2 separate regions of the Rattus norvegicus genome follow, and region 2 is linked to region 1. A link is a contact called in public Hi-C data. All regions are on one chromosome and are shown on one strand. The core of a region is the stretch at or near the end of the contact, and the rest is flanking DNA. Distances in the headings are between cores, read along the strand shown. Region 1 overlaps Cwc27 (CWC27 spliceosome associated cyclophilin). Region 2 overlaps Cwc27 (CWC27 spliceosome associated cyclophilin).

Evidence for each region. A called contact is a pair of places that touch in the nucleus more often than the background predicts.
Region 2: a contact with region 1 is called in a Hi-C map of hepatocytes, with 2.1 times the contacts expected there. The contact joins two enhancer-like sites. A contact is called at or near these places in 6 of 12 Hi-C or Micro-C datasets (the A7r5 cell line, the Rat2 cell line, Schwann cells and 3 more).

Annotation. Positions count from the first base shown.
Region 1 is chr2:37,548,585-37,551,284 of GRCr8, forward strand. All of the region lies in intron 11 of Cwc27 (CWC27 spliceosome associated cyclophilin), which reads right to left. Among named protein-coding and RNA genes, the nearest start is that of Cwc27, 160 kb to the right of the region's middle. Within about 2 kb of position 1,372, at least 1 of the 93 cell types and tissues checked has an H3K27ac peak or open chromatin away from gene starts, as enhancers often do.
Region 2 is chr2:37,678,585-37,681,284 of GRCr8, forward strand. All of the region lies in intron 10 of Cwc27 (CWC27 spliceosome associated cyclophilin), which reads right to left. Among named protein-coding and RNA genes, the nearest start is that of Cwc27, 29 kb to the right of the region's middle. Within about 2 kb of position 1,312, at least 7 of the 93 cell types and tissues checked have an H3K27ac peak or open chromatin away from gene starts, as enhancers often do.

The DNA of each region.
Region 1 (2,700 bases), core at 122-2,621:
CAGCATTTGGATTCATATGTAGAATACCACTATATCTCCTGTTATAGCATTAGAATAAGAATGTAACTGTATTAGCTAGCTCCCTATGAGACAAAGGCAGTCCAGGTTCTTGACAGGGCTCAGGGAGCATCACCAGAACCATGCCCTCACACCTTGAGTACCAGAGCCAGACAGCAAGCAGAGACCTCTTTCAGTCTAAGTTCTAAGCTTATAGATGATGCAACTAAGTGCTAAGTGAGTAAAGTTACTCAGTGTTCCATGGGAGTCACAGCCTCGACTTATGACCCAACTATAATAAGAGGAGAGAAATACTATCGTTTTTACCTGTTACAGAGAACGTCCTTATCCCTCTCTCTATAAACTAGTGAGTAAATGTAACCTTCTTTTCCATTTGAATTTCTTGTCTACCTAGCAAATAAACTCATGCTATCAACCTATAAACTTCATTCTAGAGATAAAAGAGTTTATATCTTCTATGGCTCTGGGACCAGAACTCAAGGAGCTAGCAGCTCTGTCCACAAGTAACAAACACATACATTAAACAAAGCAAGCAAGCAATGGCTTATATATGCTGGAAGCCTACTTACAGAATGGTTTTAAGTGGCTCTGGATCCATCACCTCAAAGAATATTTTGTTAAATTTCCATAATAAATAAACCCTTTTTGTAACTGAAGGTGATACAATAACACTAGTAAACATATTTGAATAGCCAAAGGGACAGAGTCCACTAATGTGTAACTGTGTTTATCATATAGTCTGGAAATGACAAAATATTTTTCATCAAAATTTTAATTTATCAGAACTTAAATCCAGGAAGAGTGTCACACTTAAAAATAAGTAACATGATAATAAACATTTAAAGTAAATACTTACTATGTGCCAAACACTAGTAAGTGAATTACAACCAACAACTGTATAAAAAAAGGCATGCTATTAATCCCATTTTGTTGATTGGTACATTAAGGTAACAAAGGGTTAAATCATGTATCTCATAGATGGATGGGAGTGCAGTATATTACAGCTATGTACTCTGGCTCCAAAATAATGAACTTTTAAATATCTTAGTTGTTAGAGAAAGAGAGAAACAAAAAGAAAAGGAAAGTTGTAATTGAACATGCCAAGGCATGAGGTAACACAACCATATCCAGTAAATAAAATGGATATAAAAAGAGGCCCCATACTCCCCTCTAGTTTCAAAGATATGGCTGCATGGACAGTGAATGAGTACAAGAGGGTGCCACATAGTAGGTTTCCTCAAATGATTCCTGTCCGCAAACCCTTTTCACGGTTGTTCCTACATTGCCCCTAATCTCAGCTCCCCTGTGCTCACACCTTTAACACAGACCGTAAGTCCAAGGGGCACAGTATGATAACTGCTTTTGTCTGGAGCGTTTCAGGTGTAAATTCACAGCCTGTCCCTAGCCTTGCATAGGCCTTGTATTGTATTATGTGGACAGTAAACAGTAATAGCAACAGGGACAAATGATCATTTGAAGGTATCAAATTACAACAATGTCTACAGTCATCTTTCCTTTTGCTGGACAGAATGGGTCTTTGAGGACTGTTCAAGGTCCTAGAGTCCCAGAATATATAGACTTTTTCAATAGGCAGTTGATTAATTATATCGAGTTATAAGGATATATCTATCAGATTTATGACTCTTGTTAAATTGATAGTCAACTTGAAGCAGTTATCACTGATAAATGCCTATGGCACCAGGTCTTGTGGGTACAAACTGCAGGAGTTGCAACCATTCACCATCTTCACCTTCTCCCTTAGGAAGCTGCTGGGAACAAAAGACACAGTTCTCCCACCCGGCCACACGCCCTTTCTTTTGAAATCTGTCATGGCAATAATTATAATAGAAAGTGTCTGTGATATCTAAATGACTGTACAATGCAATCCACAATTTACCATTTTTCATAAAAAGTCACATAATATTTATCACACAACCACAATATAAATCCTTACTTTGTCTAAAGGATACATGTCAGGATTATGATAAAAATAATTGAATAAGAAGTAGTATCTTCTATATATACACAAACATTCACAAAAACTAGACAGAGAAACCTAAAATGTTTACTTTATTATGAGTAAAACTTCATTTTGGCAATTTCCAGAGCCTGGGATTTTTTGTCTTCATTTTTTGGAGCACCATCCAGGGTATTTTTATGTAAAAATAAAATAATACTGGCTCCATCTGGTGGTCAATAAGCCTCCAGTTTCATAAAATTCAGTCAAAGTGTTCAGGGGTTACTAAAATTGTATCTCAGAGTTGAGAGTAACCAAGTTGAATCCCATCTTACTTAGATAGAAGTGTTATTTTTTTTCCTCTATACTTAGCCTCATAGCTTCATATTACTAAGGGGTTTACGGTAATTCTTAAATAACACAGAATGTTTTTCCTGTGTTTTTCTTTCAGCTAATCTGAGAAATGTGTAGGATAGCAAGTTTCTGGGAACAATACAGTTAAAATTTACCCTGATTCTTAGATTGGATTCCAACTGGACTATAAAGTATAAAAATACCCACTGACTCCAGCTGCATTTCCCATCAGACACTTGCACAACAGTAGCCTGTGGGAGGGAGCTCAGATCTAGGCGTTCTGTGCATCTACGTTATATTAAAGCCTCATCTTGGTTTTTAAATGATGTGTCAGAGGACTGTTTGCAGAGCAACATGAAACATCAGTGTTA
Region 2 (2,700 bases), core at 62-2,561, 130 kb after region 1:
TTTGCTGAGAACAGAACATTCTGAAGCTGGATCGTGAGACCTTAAGTGTGGGAGGTCCACACTGAAGTTTCGTGTAGCTGGTGAGGTGACTGATGACAGAAGCAAGAGCATGAGTGTGTGAGGGAGGACCAAGTGAGCAAACTCTTTTACCAGCATCCAATGCTAAGATAGATACCTAACCCATCCTTGAATAATCACACTAATTAGTGTGACTGTCCTCGGGCCCTAACGATCTCTAATCGTTAAGAGCCCATCTCTAATACTGCTACAAGTGAACTCTGGAGAAGCATCCAAACAACACCAATTAGAGAGTGAGCTTCTGCAGACAGAAAACATTTCTCCTGTATCTTTATGTTTCATAACAGCTCTTACATATGCAGATATTATTAAAAGCAGGACCGAGTTAGACCTTCATATCTGCGTCCAACCAAAATGTTTGCTGAAAACACATTTAGACCACTATTACTTCAGACCAAAGAAATAATTACAAGTCTTATATGTAGACTAATTATCCAGAATTTAAGCCAGGTATTTCTGTTTCTTTCCCTCTTTCCACTCCCTGCCTCATTCCACAGCACTAGGGTAAGAGGAGGAAGCGCCCTCCGACTGCTCGGTTCCATCCTGGCCTGTAAGGTACTGAGATCATGGTGGGGACATCTGGAAGCCACACTTCAGGAGCTCTAAGTTTACTTGCTAGAATGCACACGTGATTTGAGCTTTTAAATTTTACTATGCTTTAAAAATTATATTGTCATTTTTTTAATGTGTTACCTTTATTTTTTGAAATGTAATTACCAGGTTACCTTTTTTAATTTGTAAAGGAAAGAAAACCACTTATATACCATGGAAAACTTAACTTTCTAAGTGTGATTTCAATCAAAAGTAGCCCATCTCTCTGATATGTGTATCTATTCACACAACCTTAAAGTCTGCGGAACATTTTCCTGAGAGGGCTAGAATTCCTACAGGGGAAATCACTCAAACTTCCACGAGACATCCTAGTCAAACATTGTAAACTCAACAGAGGAATATGAAAGGGACTAAATTTAGTGTTAGCTTATTTTTCATCCAGCCCTCAGGAGTTATGAATATATCACTTTTGACTTTATGTTAATATGTTTCATAATTTAAAGCTTAACCAATTCATAAGGTCTTCTTCCTCAACTTTAATACTTGTGTCTTACTACTTGGTACTGCTCCTGCAGAACAGAAACTACACCGTGAAAGGCAGTGATTTCGTATGACTGCAATCGTTACAACAAATGGTATCTGACTGGTCTCTCCCTCCATCTGATGCTAATGTTTAACTAGCTATTTTGAATCAGTACACGGATGCAGGAAATAAAAAGCAGGGCAGGAAACTCAATTGGCTTTTACATGACTAACTTGTAGCCACTGAGTGCCACCTACAGGCAAACACAACTCATTACATTAAGCTTTAGGCTAAAACTTTCCACTTCCAGAGATACTCAACCAGCTTGGGTTGACAGGAGGGAAAGTGAACATTTTAAGCCTTTATCCAGCCTTGGGCACACATGAGGAGAAATGGGGTTTAAGTTTTTATGAGCCTATACCAAGAATTCTGACGAGCTCATTTCATCATAGAGCCTCTTCAGAGATGGGAGGGAGTGAAGGGCATGGACAGAACCTTTGAGTGAAGAGAGAAGTAGTTAGAAATAAATGTTTGCTTCATATTTCTAGGAACATTTATCAATTACTTTACAGAAAAGATTAAAATCAACTAATATTCATAATGCTTATATTTATTCAAAACTTAATAATAAACATTTGTTTTAAATGACCTCTACAAATACAGAAGTCAGAGGACAACTTTTGGGCATCAGTTTTCTCCTTCTGCCATGTGAAGTTCTTACCTTAAATTTAAAAGCACTTTTAGAGAATTAATTTTCCTAAATTTACTTTCCTTAGAGGGCTTACAAGTACTTCAATAAAGGTTTTATTCCTAATACTGTGAATGTACAAAGTACTCATAAACGTAGTGATTTAGGATTTAAAGTGTGCTAACAGTATGTCAAAAGTAAACTTTCACTAGACATTGTCTAGGATGCAAGTATCTAAGAAGTCACATAAGAACTAGGCCTCAGACGACAGGACAGACATGCCTCTGACTCACACTTCTCCCCTTAAGAGTCCAGAACCCCTTTAGGTAGCCACCACCTCTCACGCTCAGACACTGATAAATGTCTGTTAGTCTCCTCTCCTCTCTCCTTACCAAATATTAGTGGCTCTCCAATGTCCGATCCTGCATGCCTAAACCCCAAGATGATGCTGTGTGGTGACTAAGCTTTGGGGAGGTAACGTAGGCTCGAAGATGAAATCAGCACAAAGCAAACTGGTTAGCACTCTGCCTTTGACTGTACCGTCTACAAACCATGACCAGCAGGGTCTGTTAAACTGGTTAGCACTCTGCCTTTGACTGTACCGTCTACAAACCATGACCAGCAGGGTCTGTTAAACTGGTTAGCACTCTGCCTTTGGCTGTACCGTCTACAAACCACGACCAGCAGTGTCTGTTTAAGTCAGAGCTTTCACCAGTCTCTTTAGCTGCCACAGACTACCATCTGTCAACCAGTCTCCTCATTAACTATAGTCTCAGTTCATTATTCACCATCAAGATCATATCCTACACTAGCCACTCATGTCATGTTTGCGCAACATGACCACACCACAAATGACAAT